Linked DNA regions of Mus musculus: region 2 is linked to region 1. The links are chromatin contacts, called in public HiChIP or PLAC-seq maps. All regions are on one chromosome and are shown on one strand. Each heading gives the region's core, a stretch centred on a gene start, on an enhancer-like site or on the middle of the called end of the contact. The rest is flanking DNA. Distances are from core to core; before and after follow the strand shown. Region 1 overlaps Tln2 (talin 2). Region 2 has its middle 52 kb from the start of Tln2.

What was found. HiChIP or PLAC-seq counts read pairs in DNA pulled down with a chosen protein or histone mark.
Region 2: a contact with region 1 is called in an H3K27ac HiChIP or PLAC-seq map of embryonic fibroblasts, with 3 times the contacts expected there. The contact joins two enhancer-like sites. A contact is called at or near these places in 1 of 15 datasets of contacts at CTCF or cohesin (the NIH/3T3 cell line), 8 of 484 Hi-C or Micro-C datasets (the G1E-ER4 cell line, cerebellum, embryonic fibroblasts and 4 more), 6 of 115 datasets of contacts at active chromatin or transcription factors (embryonic fibroblasts, embryonic stem cells, epiblast stem cells and 2 more) and 1 of 9 other capture datasets (embryonic stem cells).

What each region holds. Positions count from the first base shown.
Region 1 is chr9:67,316,828-67,322,046 of GRCm38.p6, forward strand. Tln2 (talin 2) reads right to left here. Exons shown (of 58, transcript NM_001081242.2): 29 at 5,012-5,131; 30 at 2,490-2,687; 31 at 1,356-1,495. Among named protein-coding and RNA genes, the nearest start is that of Mir190a, 83 kb to the left of the region's middle. Within about 2 kb of position 2,269, at least 13 of the 459 cell types and tissues checked have an H3K27ac peak or open chromatin away from gene starts, as enhancers often do. A contact at or near this core is called in embryonic fibroblasts, where this site is marked.
Region 2 is chr9:67,609,368-67,613,867 of GRCm38.p6, forward strand. It overlaps a transcript of Tln2 not described here. Among named protein-coding and RNA genes, the nearest start is that of Tln2, 52 kb to the left of the region's middle. Within about 2 kb of position 2,599, at least 36 of the 459 cell types and tissues checked have an H3K27ac peak or open chromatin away from gene starts, as enhancers often do. A contact at or near this core is called in embryonic fibroblasts, where this site is marked.

The DNA of each region.
Region 1 (5,219 bases), core at 1,019-3,518:
TCAAAATGAATAAAAATGCAGGCAGAACTGAAGCTTATCACCAGTGTGCACATTTTGAAGTCTGTCCTATTCTGTTCCTCCAGTCACCTCTCAATTAATGTCCCACTGCCCTAGCAGTGTTATACATAAGTGACATAAAACAACACTGAGAATGTATACAACACCACAAAATCACAACGCAGCTTTTGCTCGAAGTGTGGGAAAATGAATGAGACACTGCTTGTGCAGATGGCCCTGGGCCATCACTGCAGCCCAGTGACCTGCAAGCCAACAGTCAATCCTACCTACTGAGCTCATGTGTCACAGTGGTGGCTACGGAGTAGAAGTCATATTAGATTCCTGAAGTGAGTGCAACTGGAGGGAAGTGTGCAGAAATCACTCCAAACTTGGCTTCGTGTTTTAAGTCGGTTCAAAACCAGTGTGCACCCACTGTCACCTCACTGGCCCTAGAGTGCCCTCGGCAAGTGATGGATAGATATGTAAAATCTAGTCCAAGATGGATGCCAGCATGTAGTGCATGCCCAGTGTCTACAAAAACGGCTTGAGCACTGCTTGTAAATATTTCCCAATGTCTATTTTAGTGAGCATGTACTTCTTGCACAATCTGAACAACATAAATCTGCTTTAAACAATCCATGTAGAGACTGGAAAAATGGCACAGTAGTTCGAAAGCCTGCTGAGCAAGCACGAGGACCAGTATTCAGATTCTTAGAACCTAAGTAAAGTACCAAGTGAATGTGGTGGCCCAACTGTAATTACAGCCTTGGCAGAAGGAGATGGGGGCGGGGCAGGGCAGGGCGGGGGGGGGGGGAGGGGGGCTGCTCAGAGCAAGCTGGCTAGTCTTATTGGCCAACTCTGGATTTGACTAAGAGACCCTGCCTCAATAAATAAGATGGAAGATCAACAGAGTGGGTTCACGGACTATTCCCAACATCAACTTCAGATCTTCATAAATGTGAATACATACCTGAATGCACATACATGCATGTACACACACACACACACACACACACACACACACACACACACACCATATTATACATAAGCATAAAAATGGAAAAGGAAAAATTATCATGATGGCTTAAGCCATCATGTTTACAGGTCAGTGCAGCCTAAGAAAGAACTGAAGAGTTCATCTAGAAAGATGGAAGACATTCTTACTGGGCCAAAGATACAGGAATGAGTTAATTTTACAAAATGTCAGAATTCCCATCAGTTTACTCTACGCCTGAGAACAAGACAGGCAGCAAGTCTTTGCTCAGTGAGAAACTGGTAGGATGTTGGGCACACCATTCAAAACAACAGAATCCAGAATGGCTCACACATCCACAAGGCACACCTTGTCCTGCTCTTACCTTGCAGCTGCAGCCAGGAGATTTTTTGCGTTGGGAGCTCCAGGATCTACAGAGAGAGACTTGGCGGCCAGCAGGAGCTTGCTGGACGCCATCGAGATATTCTTCAGGTTCCCTATCACTTGCATCTGGTCTTCTTTTGTCTGCAGAGTCAAAAGGAAACAGTCAGATGGGACTGACCACAGTTTTCCAAGAAGCAGCCAGGGAGCTAGGAGCAAGTCCCCAGGTGGAGGCAGAGACTGTATCGGGGCAGTCAGTCTGCAGACGTGTGACTAGTGTCCACTCGTCCTCAAACAGATGCTCAGAGATGCATGAGGCAGAGAAAGAAGTGCATGTCCAAGAGGGTCAGCCAGGAGTCCTGCTTTCTTGTTCTACGGGAGCGTTGCAGGGCTGGGAGGAGAACAACTGAGCCGCACCAGTACACAGACCGGACAGTGATTCGAGCATCTTGCTTAACAATGCTGGAGTTGTCAAGCATCTTGTACGTCCCAGCCTGGCACAAAGGACAAGCTCTGTGTAGATATTCAAAGCTGACAGCGTCCCAGAAGTTTCAGACTGGGGAAGGACAGAATTCTCACCCAGCTTGCTAACTGATAAATTACCTTTTGTAGAAAATGTAACAACAACAAAAAAAAAACCAAAAAACAAACAAACAAAAAAACCTCACCAAACTACCAAAAAACCAGTCCTGCAATCTGATGCCAGACCAGTCATGTTCCCTAGCTATAAACAAGTAGCTCATCTCTCCATCTGAATGAGGTCATTTTTAATCATTCGGAGGTCCCAGATGTAATTCATTCAAGTTGAGTTCACTAAACCACAAATACACATGCATGTGTGTGTACGTGTTCATGCATTAACTGACCTCAGTTCTGATAAAAATTCTCCTCGCTCCCAACCCCCCATCCCCCAACTCCGGTAAAGGATATAGGCTTTGGTGGTGGATCGTGGGAAAAAGTCACCATCATCACCGGGCATACCAAGCCTGTGAGGTCACAGAATTTCCAAGGCAGTCAAGGAAGGCGCTGCAGGTTGTTTTACAGGATCCTGTTCCCCATCCACCCAGATGCCCCCAGCTGGGTGGTCTACCAGAACAGGGAGACTCAAGTGAGCAGCACAAACCACCTTCCCACCCACCTGTGCCTGGCCAGCCATCTCAATGCCGGCATCCAGGAACTCGTCAAAGTCATCACTGAATTTTCCAGAAGCGGCTGCCAGCTCTCCACTCTGGCCCCTTGTGGCATGGACGACTTCCCCAGCAGATTGGTTCAGATCAGCAGCAGCCTGGTTCAGCTCACTCTGGGCCTCCTGGAAGGGCTTTGTGCTTGGAGGTAGCTAGGAGGACAAAAGGCAATGCCATGGGAAGTTTTACCTCGTGTAAGGGGCGGCGAGGGGGACTGTGGAAGGAACAGTGACTGCCCAGGGCTGTGCTTCTGAGTCACTCAACTAAAAGATGGCAGGTCCAAAAGAAACAAATGCTATCTGCGATGCCTATTACATACAAAGCCATGCTGGCTTATAGGCTCTCAGAATAACAAGTACCTGTGGCTCTTCTTAGCTCTTTTTATCCCTCCCCTTACCCTGAACTTCTCCAGCTCACAACCCCGCCCTCCCCATACCATATAACCCTGCCACTTCAGTCATGTGCTCTACAGGTCTCTCTTTCTCTTCCCCTCTCTCTTTCTTCCTTCCCTCTCTGCATCCTTTGCCCTCACTCTCATCTTCCTCTCTTCCTCCCCACCCCCACTTCCTCTCATGGCTGGGTCAAATCTGTTGGCCATGCTCAGTGTACGACTTTCTCTCCCTGCTCTGAACTCTTCAGATCCCAGTTTGTAATTCCCCTCACATCTACATTAAAAGCCTTCCCTGCAATACCTTGGAGCAGTTATGGCATCAGTTCATACAAGTGGCTCTGCTTAGTGTGAGCCCATGTTAAGCTGGACCCTCCACACATCTCCATCCTTTCATCCATCCATCCATCCATCCATCCATCCATCCATCCATCCATCCACCCACACTTACAGAAAGCACACTCTGTGGACACCAGAGAGCTACCTGTGGTGGAAGCAGCTAGTGTCAAGTCACTGACACTCACTGAGACGGCAGGGCCAGGATTCATGTCCAAGCAACTCAGCTCTGGGATCCATTCCCCACCCTATTTTGTGTCTTTCATGATGGAAACTCTCAGTTTAAGCTTTTTAGAACTAAGAGGTCGATGATGGCCAACTTCAAATCACATTCTTTTTAACAAATGACCATCAATTTTTTTATTAGTCGTCCTTGTAAAAAACGTTTACAAATCTACACACCGAGTGCAGTATTGATTTTAGAATTACAGTCATCAAAGTTGCAGATTTTACTAAGGACCCATATATATTGCTGAACATTTGTTTTTGTTTCTGTTTTCTTGTGTCATCAGCCTACGTAGCTTTTTTTTTTTTTTTTTTGATATTTTCTTTACTTACATTTTGAATGTTATTCCTTTTCCTGGTTTCCCCTCATAAAAACACCTTACCCCTATCCCCTACCCCTGCTCACCAACCACCTACTTCCACTTCCTGGCCCTGGCATTCCCCCACACTGGGGCATAGAGCCTTCATAGGACCAAGGGCCTCTCCTCCCATTGATGACCAACTAGGCCATTCTCTGCTACATATGCAGCTGGAGCCATGAGTCCCACCATGTGTACTCTTTGGTTGGTGGTTTAGTCCCTGGGAGCTCTGGGGGTAATGGTTAATTCATATTGTTGTTCCCACTATGGGGCTGCAAACCCCTTCGGCTCCTTTCTCTGGCTCCTTCCCTGGGATCCCTATGCTCAGTCCAATGGATGACTGTGAGCATCCACTTCTGTATTTGTCAGGCACTGGCAGAGCCTCTCAGGAGACAGCTATATCCTGTCACTGCTGGACATTTGTAACCAGAAGCAGACAGATGAGTGCTAAGCTTCCTTCAATGTGGGGTAGGGAAGAGCCCCAAGGCAAAAACCTTTAAGATCCCGGCTTTCTTAATTAGTGTTGAACACATGCCCCTCTGTTCTCGAACTGCCTGTCACTATCTGTTATGCCCTAAGAAAGAGCTGGATGATCAAAGCCTCTTTTCTGTCCCATTTGGATGACTCAAGAGCAATCACATACTCAAAAAAAGTCAATGTTCAAAGCTCCACGTTGGGAGACAGGGAGATAGCTCAATAGATTAAAAAAAATTACCTTACAAGTATAAAGACTGGAGTTCGATTCCCCCCCAAAAAATCTGGGTGTGGTGGTATACACATGTAGCCCTGTGATGGTAAGATGGGAAGCTCACTGAGCAACCAGCCTTGCCTACCTGATGAAATTACGGGCCACTGAAAGATCCTGCCTCAAAGGAAACTTGGGACATTTGAAGCTGCTCTCTGGCCTCCAGAGGTATGTGTGCACACATATGCATACATGTATCTGCACATACATGTGCACTCATACCAGCAAAAACTACCCCCGACAAGTCCTCACTCACGAACTTTGTTAACCAGAAAGGAAATGGAAAATGGTAGAAAAACCAAGATTCCTATGGGAAAGCCTAGATGCCCAGAGACTCCAAGGAAGGAAAGTCACCCTCTCTCCTTGGGGGTGGGGTGGGGTGCAGGAAGACACCAGGTATCCCCTCCCAGACAAGGTCCTCACCGAATCTACAAGTAGCTTCTTGCTGGCCTCCCCGATGCTCTTCAAGGCGACATCCACATCCTTCTGTCCAGGAAGGCAATTCACGCAGTTATTCAGTGAGTGAGACACAGCTTTGGCCACCTGCATACACATACACAGAGGGAGGAAGACACCTTAAGAAAGCTACTTCCCATGCAAATGCCTTTGCATATTCATTGAGAAAGAGCAG
Region 2 (4,500 bases), core at 1,349-3,848, 290 kb after region 1:
TGGCATTAAAAGTGTGTGCCACCACGCCCAACCTTCATACCCAAATTTTAACTGTGATTTGTCACACAGGGTCAAGTGTGGAATTTTCCACTGGTAATGCCCAGTCAGCTTCAGAATGCTTTGGATTTGAGGCTGAAGGTAAAATGCTTGCTATGCAAGAATGAAGACCTGAGTTCAGTCCCCAGGATCCAGACATGGTGGTATGTACTTATTACCCCAGCTCTGGGGATCTGGAGATATGGAGATCCTTAGGGCTTGATGACCAACCAGCCTCTCCTACTTGGTGAGTTCCAGGCCTGTCTCAAAACATGAGTGGAGGCCAGGGAGATGGCTCAGAGATTAAGAGCACTTGCTGATCCTGCAGAGGAACCAAGTTCTGTTCCCAGAACTCACACTGGGCAGTTTATAACCAGTCTACTCCAGCCCTAAGGGATCTAAGCTTCTAGGACCACCCTCCCAGAAGTGACCCCATCTACAATGGGCTGGGCTCCTCCTCCATCAATCCCTCATTAAGAAAATGCCCTACAGGCTTGCCTATAGCTGGATCTTATGGAGGCATTTTCTCAATTAAGGTTCCCTCCTCTGGGGTGGCTCTAACTTGAGTCAGGTGGACATAAAATTAGCCAGCACAAAGGGATAGTCTGGTTAGGTTGACTGGATGGAAAGACCCAAAGGATTCACTTGGAAAACAGGGAAAGAATGTGGTAACTGTGCCATAAAGAGTAGGGGCAGGTGGGTGGAGGCAGGTGGGTGGAGGCAGGTGTGTAGGGGCAGGTGGGTAGGGGCAGATAGGCAGAAGCAGGTGAGTAGAGGCAGGTAGGGAGGGCCAGGTGGGTAGAGGCAAGTGGGTAGGGGCAGGCTTGTTTAGTGAGGGCAGCAGAGCAGAAGGCAGTCCTTAGGAACAGCATCAACACTAGAGTCACCCAGGCCAGGGCCCATCCATCACCTCCTAGGCACTCAGCCGTTCCTTCTTTCCTAGAAGCCAAGGGGGCTCACTCTATAGAACAAGCTTGGCTTTCAATTAGAAAGTGGGCTGAGGGCTAGAAAGATGCCCAATGGCTAAGAACAGGTACTGCTCTTACAGAGGACCTGAACCTGATTCTTTCCACCCATGATGGTTGGCTCACAACCGCCTGTAACTCCAGCTCCGCACCTTCGGGCTGTGAATGTAAGGTATATATACAAGAAATGAATTTGGGGTCCCCAAAACTCCTGGACCCAAGCATTTTGGTTAAGTTAATACTCACATTGTAACTGGTTTCTTGAGTGGCAACTGTGACAACTGTTGCCTGGGTGAGGTAGTGTGAGATACATGGAAAGCAACAGAAGTATCCAATGCCCATGGCTAGTCTCTCTCTCCCTCCCTCCCTCTTTCACACATACACACTTAAACAGAAAGAGTGTAAACTGAGCTTTATACTCTATATTTTTTATGCCCCGATTTTTTTAAAAGAACCCAGGGAATACCAGGTCCATCCTGTTTCTCAACTGGGGTGACTGCCCCTTCCATAGCGCACACCCAGCAAGGTCTAGAGATACTCCAGCCATGCTCACAGCTGGGGAAACGGTGAGAATGCTATCTAGATGGTAGATTCTACAGCCCATAATGCACAGGGCAGCCCTTCCCCAATGCCAACGCCAAATGTGAACTGTGCTAAGGTACAGAGCCCTTGGGCTACAGAAAATGGGGGTGGGGGGACACGAGAGAAGGCGTGAGGCAGTGGCCTCAGTCTCAACAATGGAGCAGTCACCTACAGTTGGGCTTGCCTCTGAGTGGGAGAGAAAGCCAGACTAGCCACACTAACAGCCTGGCCATGGTGGGCCTAGCCCAGTTCCATAAGCATGTCACCCTAACATCCTTGCTCACTGCCTCCTCTTGTTACATTCAAGGCCCACATTCCTCAAGTCACCCAGGAAATGAAGGTGTCTCCTCATGGAGCAAGGCCAGGGAGCTTGGCTAAGGGGAGCAAAAGCAGAAAATCTCTCCAAGTAGGCCGTCGGTCCAAATGCCTATGAACAGAGACAGAGTTTGGTAGCATGGAAAGCCCTCAAACAACTCCCACCCCACCCCCATGCAAACACTGCTAATTAACTCGGGGTCCCCAACACTTCCAACTGCACACAGTGTTTCCTCTTTGGTCCACCTCAGTGGTTGCCTTGGAAGCAGCCCTATCACCTCTCACCCAAGGGAGGCCGAGACCCCCAACCAGGCTCACTCAGCCCTCTGTGGGAAGCTATAAATGTTGCTGGTCAGAGTGGTTGGTTAAAAATGCAGATTTAGCAGCTTGGGTACGGTAAAAACAAGCCACAGTTTGGACAGGCACACAGAGGGACTGGGCTAGATGCTTCCAGGTCACACTTGGCCCAGCGGCTTTGGAATCTCAGCCTCTGGAGAGCAAGCACTGTGGTCAAACTCTGTCCCCAACACTCGCCGCAAGCAGAGCTGCCCGAAGAATGTTTGCTGAGACAGAAGAAGAAGTAAATCCCATGAAGCTCCAGAACAAGGCAAAGTGGTAAAAAGCCAGTAAGGGCCAGGCCGGCGGGCTACCAGCCTGCCCTAAGGGGAGGGCTTAACTCCCTATCTGCCCAACCAAAGTTCAAACCTGCCAGCCCACAGAGCCAGGCTCCTGGCTTCCAGGCAAGGTGGGGAGGGGGAAGGTGACCCATGACTGATCAAATCTGCAGTCTTAGACACTCCTTCTTCCCCCCCCCCACCACCACCAATAGAGGCCAGAGGTCAACCTCCATGCTTTCTCAGGTACCTACTTTTCTGTTTGTTTGTTTTGTTTTAAATTTTATGTTATGTATGTTGGTGTTCTGCTTGTGTATTATAAATGTCTGCACACCACTTACATGTCTGGTGACCACAGCGGCCACAAGAGAATGTTGGATCCCCTGGAACTGGAGTTACAGAAGGTTGTGAGTCACCATGTGGCTGGTGGGAATGCAGCCTGAGTCTTCTGGAAGAGCACCAGAAATGCTCTTAGCCACTGAGCCATCTCTCCTGCACCCCCTGTCTAGTTTGGGTTTTGTTTTGTTGGGTTTGTTTGTTTGTTTGTTTGTTTGTTTTTGAGACACTGTCTCTCACTGTAGCCTGGGGCTTGCTGACTACCCTAGGCGCTGGTTGGATAGCAAGACCTAGGGATCCTCCTGCCTCTGCCTCCCCAGAGCTGAGAAGACAAGCATAAAATACTATGTCCAGCTTTTTACCTGGGTCCTTGATTAACATCAGGGCTTCACACTTGCCTGGCAAGAACCCATTGAGCTATTTCTCCCTCCCCTCTCTGTCCTAAGCTAGATCTTAAGATGTCAAGGGCTTCTCCAGGACCCTAGGTAGGGTCTCAGGACAACTACTCCAGAATTAGACAGTGGTTGGTTGTTTTAACAGCTCTAACAGGAGCTGCAATGACTCACTCTAAACGGGGTGATGGTCAGATCTCTCTATTGACAGACAGGGCAGGTTAACTGAGCAACTAGTACAGCAAACAGCAAGAAAAAGGCAAAGGGGTTCCATAGACGGCTAGCAGATTGAGGCCCAGGCCTGGAATGTCAGCAAAATCCAGTAATGTCTCCTTATGCAAAGGCCTTCATACCATTTCAGGAACACACAATTGTCAAAGACAAAACCCAGGCAAGAAGATGCACATCTCAGCGCTGCACTGACAGGTTGCGACCATGAACAGAAGGCTCAGCTCACCCAGAGTCTTAAGTAGATTGCACTGCTGCGATAAACACCATGACCAAAAGCAACCTGACTTATTTGGTTTACATTTCCCCATCCTAATCCTCGGTCCCTAACCACTGAGGGAAGTGCGGGCCAGAATTTGAAGGCAGGAGCTGAAGCAAAGACCATGAAAGAATGTTGCTTTTTGGCTTGCTCAGCCTGCCTTTCTTATACAACTCAGGACCACAGGCCCAGGGTAGCACTGATCACAGTGGGTTCACTCTCACATCAACTGTCAGTCATCAGCACATTGGTCAATGTGATGAAGTGTTTTCTCAATTGAGGGTCCCTCATCCCAGATGACTCTACCTTGTGTCAGACTGACCCAAAAAAAAAAAAAAAAATCCAAGTTTTGGGACACAGTAGTAGTTCAGCCCCTGGCCTCTGTTATGCTGAGGATCTCTGCATTGTGAGAGGATCCTAGAGAAGCCATTTACAGTAACTGTAAATGAAGTCAGAATGAAGGCAAAGAGCTCCTTGAGGAAAAGGAGCTTCCCAGTTTCCCGGCCCTGAGGGTGCACACTGCCGGCAGAGCTCAGAGACTCTGTAGAGAGGTCACAGCTGACCCCTGGAGTGTCATCATCAACTGTGTCCCAGGCTCACCTGGAAAGCTTTAAAGAAAAAAAGAGGCGAGGCCTGGGCCGTAGACTTGCTATCAGATAAAATGGCTCCCAGGTGGAGCTGGGACAAGGGTGTGGCTTGAAAGCTCCCACAAATGCATCCCACAAATGGGAAACCATTTTGCTGTAAGAGGTGAGATTTCTTGGGTCAGCAAG